2 separate regions of the Macaca mulatta genome follow, and region 1 is linked to region 2. The links are chromatin contacts, called in public Hi-C maps. All regions are on one chromosome and are shown on one strand. Each heading gives the region's core, a stretch centred on a gene start, on an enhancer-like site or on the middle of the called end of the contact. The rest is flanking DNA. Distances are from core to core; before and after follow the strand shown.

What was found. A called contact is a pair of places that touch in the nucleus more often than the background predicts.
Region 1: a contact with region 2 is called in a Hi-C map of liver, with 3 times the contacts expected there. The contact joins the promoter of GNPDA1 here to the promoter of RNF14 in region 2. A contact is called at or near these places in 2 of 14 Hi-C or Micro-C datasets (fibroblasts and liver).

The regions. Positions count from the first base shown.
Region 1 is chr6:150,869,464-150,872,404 of T2T-MMU8v2.0, forward strand. It overlaps GNPDA1 (glucosamine-6-phosphate deaminase 1), which reads right to left and starts at 1,435. Exons shown (of 7, transcript NM_001257944.2): 1 at 1,415-1,435; 2 at 333-462. The coding sequence starts at 456.
Region 2 is chr6:150,823,686-150,826,651 of T2T-MMU8v2.0, forward strand. RNF14 (ring finger protein 14) reads left to right here and starts at 1,505. Exons shown (of 9, transcript NM_001260813.1): 1 at 1,505-1,547.

The sequences.
Region 1 (2,941 bases), core at 185-2,684, 46 kb after region 2:
TACATAAAATGAATGCCTTAGGGTATCAGGACTTAATTCTGTTAAGAAACCCTGGTGGACAAGGCTGACTTAGGATGTAGCCTAAAAATCAAGTTCTTCCTACCTAACCAATATCCCTTCTGCTCCAGGATTCTGCAGGAACAGGCAGCACTAAACCAACCCATAAGGGAAGCTGGGTCCTTTGTATGTGGAAGGGGCAGGAAGGTACTCTCTCAGCACCAGTACCCCAGAGCCCCCGTGAAGTCCCTTGGCTGAGTGAGCCCGTGTACCTGGCCCCTGTTGCCTACTCTCTCCACTCCTATCCACGGCACCCTCTCCATCCAAGAACGCACCAGTGGGGAGCCCCAGGGTGAAGTACTTTTCTGGCCCTGGGTTAAACTGGATGATGCGGTTCCTGATGTATTTAGCCGCCCACTCGCTGGCCTGAGAATAGTGGTCCAGGATGATGAGTTTCATCTTGTCCTGCAGTGGGGGAGAGGGGATGACAGAAAGGAATCAATGGTAAGGGGCAGAGAAAGAGATGGAGGTGGTGGGAGAAGCCTCTCTTACCCAGCAACAATCCCCCCTTCCCAAGCTGTCTGAGCCAGGAAAAAGGCCTTTCTATTCACAGAGGAGCTAAGAGGTTGGGCCAGTCGCCTCCACCACCCACAGTCCACTAGGAGGCGCTACTGGGGGCAGATCTGGGTTCTAATCTCAGCTCCTTCACTTACCAACTAAAGGACCTCGGTCGAAGGACCTAAGTTCTCTCTGAGCCGTTTCCTCCTTTATAAAAATTGGGACAATAGTACCTACTTCACAGACTTCACGACGGGTAATACGAAATGAGAGAATGCGTGTAAACCACTTAGTATTTACTATGTTGGCTGTTACCATCCGGATAGATGCTCTGCTCAGCCCCGCCTCCCTCATCCCTGCCCCCACGGGAGCGGGATACTCTCCACACTCCCCGCCCTCTACCCCAAGACTCTTCCTCAAGAAGTAGAGGGGTCATAGGATCATGCTGGGCCACTAGAGCAGGTGGGGCAATGAGCTCTGCCTGGGGAGCTGTGTGCTGAGGGACTAGCGGAGGGGTGTTCCTACTGGCCCGCCTTGCTTTGCGAACCCCTCTGGGTCCTCAGTTTCCCCCAAAGCACAAAAGGTAAAAGGTAATCGCTCCAGAAGGAGGACGTTTTGCTCCCCCAGCACTGCGGTTAGTGGGAGTGGGAAAGCAAGAGGCGAAGGTGGCCCGCGCGGTCGTCGGTGGGGTACAGCGTGTCCCCCACCCCGATTACCACCCCATCGACCCTCCGATCCCGGCTGGAAAATGTGTGAGAGCGGCTCCCCGGGGTCCCGACCCCGGGTGCCGTAGGGCTGGGGCAGCGCTCCGCGCTTCGGCCCGCGAGGAAGGTGCCCGCCAGCCCTTCTCCCCACTTACGCGTACGCCTCCCGCGGCGGCTGCAGCTACTGCGCCGGCGGCCCGGCCCGGCGCGGGTCACGTGGCTGCGGGTCACGCGGCGCAGCGTGCGCCGCCCGCTGGGCTGACTCAGCGGGGCCGCAGCTACTGGGACTGACTCTCTCGGCGGAGGGATTCCGGCCACTCACAGTCTCACCTCGGCCGGTGGCTCCGGCAGGCCCTGGAACAGACCGTAAAAAACACACTTTCCCTTGAGAGGCGGGGATTCGAGCCTGGTGTTTTTTTTGGTTTTTTTTTTTTTTTTTTTGTGCAAGAGGAGGGAGACTTGAGGCGTGCCGGGTCGCCCCCAGGAATACAGCCCTCTGGAACTTGGGGCTGGGGCCGGGGTTTTTAGTGCAGAGGTTGAGCTGGGGGCAGGCAAAGCAGAATCGCTGCCTCAGTCTCCTAGGGTTGGGCCTGGCTCTGTCTTCAGTTTCTTTATTTGTTTAGATGGCATTTATTTACCCAGGTATTAAAACTTTTGTTGTTTAAAATACAATTGGACTTTTTAAAGTCCTTTTTTAAAGATCAAACTTTGCAGCATTATATAATAGAGAAAAAGGCAGGCCCTTGGTTTCCCCAACTCCCCACACCAAGATAACCATTGCTTAGAGTACATTCTGAATTGCTTTCTATGAATATGCTTACACTGTTATTTTACATAAATGGGAACACATACACATGAGGCTTATATATATCAAGGGTCAGATATTTGACCTGCATTATTTCACTTAATCCTTATTAAGCTCCAGTAGTAGGTTTGCCATTACTTTTTAACGAGTGGAGAAACTGACGCTTGGAGAGAAAAGTTAACTTGGCCAGAGGCACCAGTGGTTTGCCTAAGACTTCAATTCAGGGGAATCTGTCCAAATCCCAAATCCATGCTTTTTACCGCTAGCGGGCACTGCCTCCCAGCTGGTATGACTGAATTTGGGACGCTTCTATATCAGAACAAGAGATCCATCGTATTCTTTCCACTCAACATTAGAGTGTTCGAGACTTCTAGGGACACTTGGGAACTTTCCATGCAGAGGCTGGAGGAAGGACTTGAGTGCTGGTCCTCAGTAACATCTTCCATTACATAGGGTTTTGCAAGAGCTTTGTGCCCATTATTTCATAGAATCCTGCCCAATCGTCAGATATGATTACCGCCATTTTATTGATATGGAAACTGGGGCTCAAAGGAGTACAGAGACTTGTGATATATGACCTCACAGTCCGACATCCCGGACTTTGGTCAGTGCTAGGGAGCAGTGGCGAGATCTCCTGAATCAACCTAATTTTCCTCCCGCAGCAAAAGGCCAAAGGAATTCTGGCTTCATGACAGGTGACAGGGCCTTCCTCAGTCAGCCGGGTGGCCACGATCTGCAATTCTGCTGAATCTGCTCACTGTGGACAGCCCCAGGCGCTCACCCAGCCCTTGGGCCCAGCTGCAGCTCCAGACCAGGTTGCTAGGAGTAGGCTTCACCTGGTGAGGCCCTGATGAGACCAGAGATGTTGGAGCTGATA
Region 2 (2,966 bases), core at 255-2,754:
TTCATGCCTCCCCTTTTTAGACGATATAGGGTAACTTACTGACGTTGCCATGGCATTCGTAAACTGTCATGGCACTGGTGGGAGTGTAGCAGTGAGGACAACCAGAGTTCACTCTCGTGGCCATCTTGGTTTTGGTGGGTTTTAGCCCACTTCTTTACGGCAAGCTGTTTTATCAGTAAGATCTTTATAACCTGTATCTTGTGCTAATCTCCTATCTCATCCTGTGACTTGGAATGCCTAACTGTCTAAGAATGTAGCCCAGTAGGTTGCTCAGCCTTATTTTACCCAGCCCCTACTCCAGATGAAGTTGCTCTGGTTCGAATGCCTCTGACATTTTGAAGTACAAAAGTTTTTAGCTTTGGTGAATGCAATTTATGTGTTTTTTTCCTTTGTTGCTTGTGCCTTTAGTTTCATGTCTAAGAAACTATTACCTAATTCAAGTTCATAAATATTTACTCCTACATTTTCTTCTAAGGGTTTTTTGGTTTTTTTTTTTTTTTTTTTGAGAGGGAGTCTCGCTCTGTCGCCCAGGCTGGAGTGCAGTGGCGCAATCTCGGTTCACTGCAAGCTCCGCCTCCCGGGTTCGTGCCGTTCTCCTGCCTCAGCCTCCCGAGTAGCTGGGACTACAGGCACCCACCACCACGCCCTGCTAATCTTTTGTATTTTTGGTAGAGACGGGGCTTCACCATGTTGGTCAGGCTGGTCTCTATCACCTGACCTCATGATCCGCCCTCCTCGGCCTCCCAAAGTGCTGAGATTACAGGCGTGAGCCACTGTGCCTGGCCTTCTAAAGATTTTATAGTTTTAGTTCTTACATTTAGGTCGTTGATCCATATTTAGTTAATTTTTGCATATGGTGTGAGGTAGGAAGCATATAATTTTAATTTCTGCTTAGCCTGATGATAATCATGTGACCCTTTGTAAGTTTTTGCACCTAAGTCTCAATTTCCTTATTTGTAAAGTGAGAATAACAAATGGTAGCTAAATCATAAGGTTACAGTGAAGATAGAAAATTTACGTAGAGCATTTATCACAGTGCTTGAAGCATCCTAACTGCTCAATAAATGCGGTCGGTGTTGCAGTTATAACATGAGCGATGAATGCGTGCTTCTGCAGTGGAGCTCCAGAAAGACGGGCAGCATTTCTGAGAAGGTAAACGGGAGGAAGCAGGCTAGCTTAGTCCACTTAGAGAAGCAGGTCTGGGATTGTTGTGAGAGTCTCTGCCCTAGGTAGACCACTGCCTCGTGATCACCTCTGGGGATTGGTAAAAATTGGAATTCTCGGGCCCCATCAGAACTACTGAAAACAGCCTCCTGTGAGCACTGGGCTCGCAGTGGTTGGAGTGACGGCGGTCGCGCCGGCAGCGCCGCCTTGGGCCTGCGGGAGGCGCCCGAGAGACAGGGGCGACCACGGCGGCTGCGCAGAGTCCTCTCTAGGCCGACTACCCCACCAGCGGGATCCGCTTGGCTCAGCTGACAGCTCCCGAGAACGGAAGAGGCGGTGCGCCGGTTGAGCAGGGAATTGCTAGGCCTGGTCGGCTGGCGGCGGTGAGTGGGCCCCGGGCAAGGGCGGAGGGCGGAACTTTGGAGCTTGGCACTGCCGGGTGGCCGGAAGGTACGGTGGGGACAGCTCTCTGGGCGCGCGAGGCAGAAAAGGGGACCGGGCCAGGACTGTACAGTGGGCCTCAGTCGCTCAAACCCGGGACCGGGCGTCCGCAGCCCAGCTGGCCGGGACTCCCTTCCGGACGCTCCTGAGGAGGAAGAGAAAGGTGTGGGCCCTGCTTCTTTGGGAGGCCCCAGGCTGGCCAGCAGCTCACACGCCCGGATAGCGCCCTCTGATCCCAGCGCTGGGGCGGATAGCTAGCCTTGGACTTGCCCCTGTTTTGGGGTAGTCGCCCAAACGACTCCGCACGCCGGGTGGCGAGCTGAACCCAGACCAGGACACCCGAAGACCAAATGGATAGAATGAGAAGGAAATGGGGGTAGCAACCAGAATTGAGGTACTGGCTTCCAAGTGACAGCTTCACAAGCTGAAATCTAGTAGGGTAGGTCATGAGGAACTGTTGAAACACTGCTTGGAGTAGAAGTTGCTAGCCCTGACTGCATATTGGAATCACCTGGAGAACTTGGACAACTACTGAGGCCTGAATTAATTGTTCTGGGTGTGGCCTGGGTATTCAGATTTTAAAAAACAGCTCCTTAGAAGATTCTAATGTGCAGTCAGATGGAGAACACTAACCTAAAACCATAAACTGCATAAATGAATCTCTCATCCCATTTGCAAATGTTTTAACAGGAAGAAACAAAAAGCTTAATTAGCACCATATATTCCCACCTAGTAAAATTGTTTAAGATTAAATAAGACAATGTGAAAGGACCTAATACTGTACGTAGTAGGTGCTCAATAAATGTAAATTGATTCTGAATCTCATTCTTATTGGGGAGTTACACATCCGAGAATCTGTAACTTTTTAATTATGGTTTTGTATATGGTATTTTTGCATATAATTTTAGGGTGTTGATAGGATTCTCCATAACCCATCTGAGACCATACTCCCTTTTCCCCTCACCCCAGTGAAGAAGCCTAGCTCTAAAGCGTTTAGAATAAAACTTAAAAGTTTCTGTTTGTGTATTCTTGTTTTGTTTAAGTATTTTTCTGTTATCAGAATTAACCATGAGTGCCACTGGTGGTATTAATTCATGAACAAGAGAGGAAAAACTGGAGGGGGATGGCAAATGAAGGAATACAAAAAGCAGAAGAGGAAAGGAGAAAAAACAAGAAACTGAAGAGGCTGTTTGTTATGGGGCATGGTGTCCTGTCCTCTCATATGACCTTGGTGTTCCTCCTTACCTCCTCCCATGGCTGAGGGCAGACAGATAAAAAGTCCTCAGTCATTGCTGGGCACATGCAAATACTCCTTTAACCACATGGCTCAGTCAGTCTGCCCTAGGAGAGTAACATGCACC